Regions from separate parts of the Sus scrofa genome. Here region 2 is linked to region 1. The links are chromatin contacts, called in public HiChIP or PLAC-seq maps. All regions are on one chromosome and are shown on one strand. The core of a region is the stretch at or near the end of the contact, and the rest is flanking DNA. Distances in the headings are between cores, read along the strand shown.

Region 1 (5,003 bases), core at 1,866-4,365:
GTAGGTTTATTAATTGTCAGTGTTGCTTAGAAAGTCAAGGCGGGAGTTCCCGTCATGGCGCAGTGGTTAATGAATCCGACTAGGAACCACGAGGTTGCGGGTTTGGTCCCTGCCCTTGCTCAGTCGGTTAACGATCCAGTGTAGCCATGAGCTGTGGTGTAGACTGCAGACGTGGCTCGGGTCCAGCGTTGCTGTGGCTCTGGCATAGGCCGGTGGCTACAGCTCCGATTCAACCCCTAGCCTGGGAACCTCCATATGCCGTGGGAGCGGACCAAGAAATAGCAAAAAAGGAAAAAAAAGAAAGTCAAGGCGAATTTGAGTATAGCCAGGACATACATAAACATAGCCAAAGTGTATTTTTTAAGAAACATTAGACATTCCCAAATTAATGGCATCCCTTTCAAAGCAGCTACCTTGGAAGATATTCATTTCTAAAAAGTCAATTCACAATTAAACATTGAGGTTATGGTGAAAAAGAAGGTATTTACAAAAACTAGTGCCCAGAAAATCTCAAGAGGAATTCCAAATGGTTTTAAGTGATGCAGCATCACCAAAGTAAGTGATAACTTTGAAAGAGACAAGCTATGTTTGGATATGAACTTGGAAAACAGACATTTTCTTTCTTTCTTTCTTTCTTTTTTTTTTTGTCTTTTGTCTCTTGGTTGTTGTTGTTGTTGCTATTTCTTGGGCCGCTCCTGCGGCATATGGAGGTTCCCAGGCTAGGGGTCGAATCGGAGCTGTAGCCACCGGCCTACGCCAGAGCCACAGCAACGCGGGATCCGAGCCGCGTCTGCAACCTACACCACAGCTCACGGCAACGCTGGATCGTTAACCCACCGAGCAAGGGCAGGGACCGAACCCGCAACCTCATGGTTCCTAGTCGGATTCGTTAACCACTGCGCCACGATGGGAACTCCCAGACTATTTTCTTAAATCTAAAGGCAACTACACTCCTTAAGTTATCTAAATAAAGTTTCACATATCCAAGCACATGCATATTCACTAAGTGTGCTCCTCATATATCAACTTAAGATCAATGCATGCTTTAAACTATTCCTAGCTTGATAAGCCTCTCCTATTATTTTCTAAAATCAGGTTGCTTCTGTGATTGAAGAATTTGAATTCACCAGAAGACAGGATAAGAAAAAGTTTCCACGCAGGTAGAAAACTGGGAAATGACATTACTGAAAGACGCTATGCAGCTTTGGAAAAGGAGAACATAGTGGAACAAGCACAAGTGACCAGCTCTTTGTAGAAGAGACCAGAGAAAAGGAATACTTTACAGAGTAGATTGTAGTAATTCAGGATTTTGGCAGTAGAGACAGAAAAGAACTAAAGCTGATCATAAGCTCCAGGAACTATGCGTGTTGCCAGCATCTAAAACAATGCCTGCCATCTGAGAGTCATCCAATAAATATCAGTTGAGCGAATGAATAAATGGAATGGAAACATTTTCTCAGGGAAATTATAGGATTTGAACATCTGTCTATAAACGATGATGAATAAGTAATAATTTAAAGAGATATACACATACATTTACATGTATTTATGTATTACGCTGCTGCATTAAATTTAGGAGACATAAGGATTAAAATTAAACACCCCTGGAGTTTCCATCGTGGGGCAGTGGAAACGAATCTGACTAGGAACCATGAGGTTTCAGGTTTGATCCCTGGCCTTGCTCAGTGGGTTAAGGATCCCACATGGCGGTGAGCTGTGGTATAGGTCACAAATGGGGCTCAGAACCTGCATTGCTGTGGCTGAGGCATAGGCCAGCAGCTACAGCTCTGATTAGACCCCTAGCCTGGGAACCTCCATATGCTTCAGGTGCGGCCCTACAAAAAGACAAAAAAAAAAAAAAAAAATTAAATTAAATACCCCAATAAAAAGCAGTATATAATTACATTTGTGGTTTAGTTCATGCTATAGAAATATAATGGGAAGAGTGTCTCTAGAATTATAAAGAATCTAGGCAGGAGAGGGTTTTGCTATAAATATTAAGAAATCCCTTTCTTACTTTAATGTACTGTCCTTTAGCCAAAGAGAAATGTGGGAAAAACTGAAAGTGCATATATATATATTTAGAAGAGAATAATCCACAAAAAGATAGTACTCTGAAATACTTAGTGGGAATCTCTCCTTCTAGAACCATACTCCAGAAACATGAAACTACATGGGACAGTCTAAGAACAGAAACAATAATAAGGTTGTGAAAGAGGCTACAGAGGGGAGAGGAAGAATGTGAGAGAAGCTATATGTTCATGCGAAATTGGAAGGAAAAACATACATGAGAAGAAGCAAAGTGCTGTTTTATTTTTGCAACAGCCTGAATTGTTGGCAACAGACCAGTCAGATGAAATTACAACACCGCTAAGCGTGACTAAGGAGGAGTCAGACAATGGGAGGTTTTAGTTGAAGTGACACGGTCTGACATGAGCTGTGACTTGAAGCTTCTGCAACTTGCCCTGTTTTGACATTAGTAGGTGAGAGGAAAATAATTTTCAATAAAACAACCGATAAATGATGGGCTAAGAGAAAGCTGCCTGGGCAGAAGGAGCCGAAATCAGCTAAAGCATTCTGAAAATGTATTGGATTTGACTGGAGCTCGCCCGTGGGACACCGTAGGAGGGGCACCACAGTACTATCGCTCCCCACGCCTGGGAACTTGTGCCGAGTCTCAGGATGCGACAGCTCGGAGGAGATTCCGGTGAGAACGGGTAGGTCCACCCACACACCATCTCCACTAGGCGAGGGCAGACAACACTGCGTAGCCTTGAACACAGAACCGGGCCGAAGTGGAGGCGGCCTGTGTCTGGAGGAGATCCGCCAGACCCGGCCGAGGGCAGCGTCGCAGGGCGAGGGCAGGGGGCGGGGCCCGGCGGGGCCCGGCCGCGCGTGGTGCTCGCGACCCCCGACTGACCCCGACCCGCACCGCCCGACTCGGGGTGGGCCGTTGGGTCACGGGAAGGGAGGGCCCTTACCCATGTGTTGCGTGTCCAGCTGCACGGCCGGCATCTCTTTCAGAGGGATGTGGCCCGTCCCGCCATCTCTGCAGCACCGCAGGCAGCAGAACACCGAGGAGGCCATGTCTCAGGGACCGCCGACGACACCGCGACCCACCGCCCCTAGACCGCGGCGACTCCCGCCCCTACCCCTCCGCTCCGCCTCCTGCCCCCGCCCGAGCGCCGGAGGGAGTCTGTGGGGCGCAGAGGCTGGTACAGCGACGCCCCTGGCGGGGAGGGTGCAGCGCAGTCTGAGGCGAAGCCTGCCTGGGCGGAAGATACCGAGGATCGGCCGGCGGGCGGGGCTGGGGGCGGGGCGGGGCAGAGGGCGTGGCGGCCGGGCGGTGAACCGCGTGCGCCTGCGCGGAAAGGTTTTTCCCTTTTGTGCCGCCCCGCTTATGTAGGTATTTCTGTACTGACCCGGGCTCGAGCTGACTTGCGTTCTCATTTAGCTCAGGTGTCCTTGGATGCTGTAGTTTAAAAACTGCCCCCCACTTCGACATTATTTTAGGCATTAGTTGGCAGTGGCAAATTTGCCTGGGGGAGTGGGAGCTGATTTAAAACAGCCCGAAGATGTCCTCCCTCCACGCCCAGGACTGAGAGAACTTCGCCTTCGCGAAGAGCCTCTGGCCCCCTCTCACCGCCCCCCGCCGTGGCTGGTTTCTGGAGAATTTTCTCAAATCATGAACAGACGCACAGGGCCCAGGAGTAATGGCTGTTAGTAATTGCACAGTGGCTATGCATCCAGGGCTCTTGAGTCGACTCCCCTGCTGCATTTTAGGTGCAGAGACGAGTTTCCCGTTGAGGGGCGTACTGGAGGCCACCCCGGGAGGGGACTCCCTGGGGCAGGGCTGGAGGGCGATTCTTGACCTGTCTCTTCCAAATTCAGCGGCATGGATAATGGGTTCTAATGAGTGTAATGGGAACCCCTGAGTCAGCGGTTCAGGGGAAGGACTGAGTTCCTACAGCCTGTTGTTTCCTGTTTCCATGTAGGAGCCTCCCGTTTGGGAGCACCAGTCATCTGGTGCACTACTTAGATCATCCGCATCCTGATCCATTTTCCATCTTCAGATACCACTTGTCGCCTGGAGAAAGTCTGGGACGACCTCTAGAATTAATCTGGCTTAAACCTCTGTTGTCAAATAAGGTTCCATCTGAAGACTTCCCCAGGATTCAAGCCCTGGGAGACCTGACGCAAAATGCCCCCTCAGTATGTAATGGGTTCTTCGACATAACTTCTTAGTGACAAATATCTTTTATGGTGAATTTTTCCCTTCAGAATGGGAGAATTTTTTTTCAAGGTCCTGAGTTTCTTGGATGTTTATACAAACGGTGTTTTCATTACAATACTTATGAAAATCTCAAAGATTTGTACTTTGAGGTTTATTTATCATAGGATTAATACCAGAGGTGATTGCTGAAGCCCTCACTGCCTATAAAGTACTTTCCTGGTGATCATTTTACACATGAAATTTTCTTTTGCTGAAAAACTTGACCATTTGGAGAAGTGTTAGTGTCCTAGTTTTTCCCTTTGGGAAGGAGTGGGGAGTTGAATGTTGCAGAGACAAAAATTTTCTGCATATCTGTGAGGTAGGCACTCTTTCTTACACACACTCACCGAATTCTTGAAAAGTTTGAGAGTAAATATTGTCCCTGTGTAAGTGAAGAGATGGGCTTGAAGGGATTAAATAATTTGTGTAGCCTCAAATGACTAGGAAATAAACAAGGTAGGATTCAAAACCCATGACTCTGACGGAGTCTGTATTTGCTCCACCAGATCATGCTGCTTCTCAAATTCTAAAGTTCTAACTCTTGCAATTAATGCTATAATCCTTTTAAATGTGCTCTTAGTTCAAAATACAGATTTGTACTTAATTTCTGTATGTTTTGTTAATCTCCAAATTAACCATAAACTTCCATAACTCATGTATAAGCAATAAAGTAAAATAAAATTTGTTGTTATAAGGTAAAATATTTTATTCACAAACATTATAAAAGTAA
Region 2 (5,003 bases), core at 636-3,135, 240 kb before region 1:
GCAAAGCTCTTAAGAGAACCCAGTGAGATAATAAATTCCTCTAGGTAGCTGGTATCTTCCGAGCACCTGCTATGTGCAAAGCACTGAGCCACATGCAAGAGCTACAAGGCTGGAGGAGATACAGACAGTCCGTGCCCTTGAACGGAGTCTAGCTTTCCATAGGGACAGGGTTAACACTAAGTCACGCTGAAGCATGTACAGCACATGGTTGCTATTAAGTCACGCTGATTGAAGCACACTGAAGCGTGCAACAAGTGCAAATGAAGCATAGAGTTCTGGGGGCCCAGGCTTTTCTGCAGACCCCTCTCCCACCCTCAGAATTCTCTGCACTCAGGCTTGTTCTGGGGTGAAGAGGGGGCCAGGGCTGGTAGAAGGGTAGAGGGAGTGGGGGTGCAGGGCCCCAGACTGCTCTGTGACTCCTGAACTCTGGACACGCAGCCTCCCTCCTCCTCCCTACCACGTGCGCTGACATCTCTATCCCAGCCCTGCCCTGCCCAAAGCATGTTCACTTGGAGTATCCAAAGCCCTGAATTAGTGTCCGCCCCATGCACTTTCAATGCACGCTTCTCTTGCAAAGGCTGATGGGCTGATCAGAGAGGAATGATCTGAGAAGGCTGGGGTTGAATCCCCCACCCAATTACACACCTCTCTGAAACGTGATGGTTTCAGACTCATCCCTTAAACTTCAGTTTTTCAATGAAACCATCCCTAGAAGAAGGGCAGTAGGGTGTTACTTGCGCTGTAATGTGAATGAATTGTCAAGACCTTTTCAGGAGAGTTTTATTACGGAAGCAAAGCTAAATGTTGAGAATAGCTGAAAGAAGCAAGCGTGGGGTGCGGCCAAAAAGAATGGGCCAGACGTCACGATTGTCTGAGCTGGGGTGAATGTGGCCACACCCCTCTCACTGTACACAGGGCAAGGACCTACTGTGCCAGAAAGGAGCATGGGGGAGTTCCTGTTGTGGCTCAGCAGAAACTAATCCAACTAGTATCCATGAGGATGCAGGTTCGATCCCAGGCCTTGCTTGGTCGGTCAGGGATCCAGCATTGCGGTATGTCACAGACGTAGCTCAGATCCCGTGCTGCCGTGGCTGTGGCATAGGCCAGCAACTGTAGCTCTGATTCGACCCCTAACCTGGGAACTTTCATATGGCACAGGTAGCCCTAAAAAAGCAAGAAAAGAAAAGAGCTTGGGAAGGAAGGTCTAGGTGTGTGGACCGCCACCTTCTTAGGTCCTTGGAAAAGGTGGCCCAGAGCCAGGGAGCCCAGAGCTAATGGGCTGGCCCAGGAGCACCCCTTTAGGCTGGGGAATGGACAGAGAATTAATAATCTGGCTTCTTCTTCCTCTCACCCTCCCATCTCAGGCCAGTGTCTCCATCAGAGCTTGTCTCAGGGCACAGAATAGTGTGGGCAGGTTTGGAGAAGGGATCCAGGGTCAGGTGGGGAATGGAGCATGAAAATAAGCAGCCCAAATTCTTTACTACCTTCCGGTAGAAAGTGCTCAAGTCCAACGGGACAACCAGCCAGAAGCTTCAGATTTCATTGGAAAAGCCACCTTTTCCTCAGTTGTATCCAACACTTTGAGTGGGGCTTCTCTGCATGCAACAGGACAACATCATGACCCGGGAGAGAAGATGGCAAAATTCCATGAGCCTCATCCTACCTGGGGAGGAATCCATTCTTTTAAACCAGCATTCCAAGCTCTGCAAGCAAGTCATCTGCAAAGGGGCCCCCTTCTACCATTTTGAAAATACGATCAGCTTCTCTGGGTCAATCAGATGATTTTCAGGAATCAAGCTCTGGGCGGTGGGGCTGAGAAGCCTGCTGGTAGTTTGGTTCTGACACCACCATGGGTCACGAGGTTCTTACCCAAGCTCAGGGGGCCCCACCACAAACCCTTCCTTCCCCTCAGCCAGTGATGTTGACTCAGGAGGTTTCAGAAAGAAGCTCATGGAACATTCAACCAGCAGGTTCCTCCTGGGGGCGCTTCTCAGCATCTTCTTTTTTTTTTTTTTTTTTTTGTCTTTCTGTCTTTTCTAGGGCCGTACCCATGGCATGTGGAGGTTCCCAGGCTAGGGGTCCAATCGGAACTGTAGCCACCAGCCTACAGCAGGGACACAGCAATGTGGGATCCGAGCTGCATCTGCGACCTACACCACAGCGCACCGCAACACCGGATCCTTAACCCACTGAGTGAGATCAGGGATCAAACCCACAACCTCACGGTTCCTAGTCAGATTCATTAACCGTTGAGCCACGACAGGAACTCCCGCAGCATCTTCCAGAGAGAACATTAGGAGCTAGTCCCAGACCTCCCTGAGAAGCCTGGCATTCACTCTCTAGGCTCTGCTCACAACACTCCATGTGTTCAGGCTAGAATATGATGAATGTATTGCCTGAAGGGGGTCTTCAGAAGGGATGAAGAAAGTCGTTGAGACTTGTGGTTTATTGTAGTGAAATGCACACATACTTTCACTCTACTGTCTCCCCAAGCCTCACTGGAGGGACTTTTTTTTTTTTAAGTCAAACCCCACAAGGACAAAGAAAGCAGAAGTGAGACTAGCAGGCTTGAGATAGCACTGAAATTACAGAAGATAAAAAGTGATGTTGTAGACTAGGAAAGTAGAAATCGGAGTTAGTGGGGGTAGGAGTGGGTGTGTGTCATCAAAGGACTCACCCTGTGCTGGGCACTGGCCTGTGTATTGAAGGTGTCTTAACCCGTGTAATCCCTCCACAACTCAGCAGTTCATAACCGGACTTGGGGGATAAGGCACAGAGAGGTTAAATGGCTTGTCCCAGGTCCCAGAGCCAAATCTGAACCCTTGAAGAGGTGCAACCCTGAAACCATGCTCTACACAGCCTCCCAGTCATCAGCAAGTGGTTCTGACCCAAACCCCCGGAAATCTCAGGACTTGGGATACCAAGGTGGGGCCGGAAACAGAACTGGTGGAAAGTCTGTATGAAGAGACAGACTCTCAGACGCCCTCACAGTTCTACTCAGGCCGGGGAACTGCCCCTCTGCTCCCTGGCAGCATCTCAGTTTGTTCCCCAGGAGGCGTCGCCCAAGAGAGGATGGGGTGAAACATCGCTGAAAAGAGAACTCCTCCAAGGTTTGTGAACGGACGGGTGAGACTGCCTGGACCCTTCCCCATTTGGCTCCCAGGGGCTGGCAGTGAGGTTTACACACGGGGGCGGGGACTGGGAGCTCCCCACTAGGAGCTCTGGCCAGCTGGAGAGAAGACACACAACACGACATCCGAAGGTCCTTAGATGAAATAGTTGGCTTACCCGCTGATGATCCCTTCTGCCCTTGTACACAGGGTTCACACAGATTTCTGGCAACTTTTTGGTATCTCCCTCTTTTCTCCACCTACATTTTTATTATGGAAAATGTAAACATACAGAAAAATTGAAAAAAAAATACTGTAATTCATCTGTCAGAATGGCTATCATCAAAGTCTACAAATAATAAATGCTGGAGAGGGTGTGGAGAAAAGGAACCCCCCACATTGTTGGTGGGAATGTAAGTTGGTTCTCCCACCACTGTGGAGAACAGTATGGAGGTTCCTTAAAAAAACTAAAAATAGAGTTGCCATATGATCCAGCAATCCCACTCCTGGGCATATATTCAGAGAATACTCTAATTTGAAAAGATACATGCACCCCATCATACACAGCAGCAGTATTTACAATAGCCAAGACATAGAAGCAAGCTAAATGTCCACCGACAGATGAATGGATAAAGATGTGGTACATATATACCATGGAATATTACTCAGACATAAAAAAGAATGAAATAATGCCATTTGCAGCAACATGGATGGACTTAGAGATTCTCATACTAAGTGAAATAAGTTAGAGAAAGACAAATATCATGTATCACTTATTTGTGGAATCTAAAAAAATGATACAAATGGACTTATAAGGATTAACGAGATATCTGTGTAATCTTAAAGTATGTCTATCAATATATTTACTAACAGTAAAAGGAAAAATAGAAACTCTAGAGTGGAGAAGCCTGGCATAAACTGCTTAGCCAAGTGATCAAGATAAATATCTTGAGTACTAAGTCATGGCACCATCATGTGCCCTGAGAGGATGGACTCCGAAGGGCACGTCAGCAATGGTATTCTTGTCCCAAATCCATAACCTCAGTCTAATCATGAGAAAACATCAGACAGATCCACACTGAGAGACATCTTACAAGATAATTGACCAATATTCTTCAAAGCTGTTAAGATCATGACAGATGGAGGAGACTAAGAAGACTCAATAACTAAATATATTGTGAGATCCTGAATTGGATCCTAGATCAAGAAAAAGACATTATTGGGAAAAACTGGTGAGATCCAAAGTCTATCATTTTGTTAACAGTAGTGTGAAGTTAATTTTTTTAGGTTTTTTTTTTTTTTTGCTTTTTAGGGCTGCGCCCGAGGCATATGGAGGTTCCCAGGCTAGGGCTTGAATCAGAGTTGCAGCTGCCAGCCTATGCCACAGCTCATGGCAACATTAGATCCTTAACCCACTGAGCGAGGCCAGGGATCAAACCTGCAACCTCATGGTTCCTAGTCTGATTCGTTTCCAACTGTGCCATGACGCAAACTCCTAATTTCTTAGTTTTGATCACTGTACGATGGCTATGTGAGATGTCAGCTTTAGGGGAAGCAGAGCAAAGGTGTTAGAGAGAACTCTGCAGTGTTTTCAGAACTTTTCTGTAAGTCCCAAATCATATCGAAATGAAAAGTTAAAAGAGAACATTTTGAGGGCTCCAACCTAGCATTTTACACCCAATCAAACTATCAATCAATTGTGATGATAGAATATTGCCATGTTCTGACAAACAAGAGCTTGTGCATCTTTTATTAGAAGGCTACCGGTCATGCTCCCTCAAGCGAGTAAACCCAGATGAAGACCTGGGATCCTGGGATGCAGGCAACAGGGAATTCACCGCCAGAGGGAAGCAAAGGAACTTTCAGAAAACAGCTATGCAGAGGCCTCCGGAG

The links. HiChIP or PLAC-seq counts read pairs in DNA pulled down with a chosen protein or histone mark.
Region 2: an H3K27ac HiChIP or PLAC-seq map of alveolar macrophages shows a contact between it and region 1. The contact joins the enhancer-like site here to the promoter of SPRYD7 in region 1. A contact is called at or near these places in 2 of 5 promoter capture datasets (fetal liver and liver), 4 of 47 Hi-C or Micro-C datasets (embryonic fibroblasts, heart right ventricle and skeletal muscle) and 2 of 2 datasets of contacts at active chromatin or transcription factors (alveolar macrophages and skeletal muscle).

What each region holds. Positions count from the first base shown.
Region 1 is chr11:17,847,123-17,852,125 of Sscrofa11.1, reverse strand. SPRYD7 (SPRY domain containing 7) reads right to left here and starts at 3,115. Exons shown (of 5, transcript NM_001243529.1): 1 at 2,982-3,115. The coding sequence starts at 3,087. It overlaps TRIM13 (E3 ubiquitin-protein ligase TRIM13), which reads left to right and starts at 2,121. Exons shown (of 4, transcript XR_002336667.1): 1 at 2,121-2,717.
Region 2 is chr11:18,085,678-18,090,680 of Sscrofa11.1, reverse strand. The region is part of intron 3 of EBPL (emopamil-binding protein-like); the gene reads right to left. Among named protein-coding and RNA genes, the nearest start is that of ARL11, 12 kb to the left of the region's middle. Within about 2 kb of position 1,885, at least 8 of the 83 cell types and tissues checked have an H3K27ac peak or open chromatin away from gene starts, as enhancers often do. A contact at or near this core is called in alveolar macrophages, where this site is marked.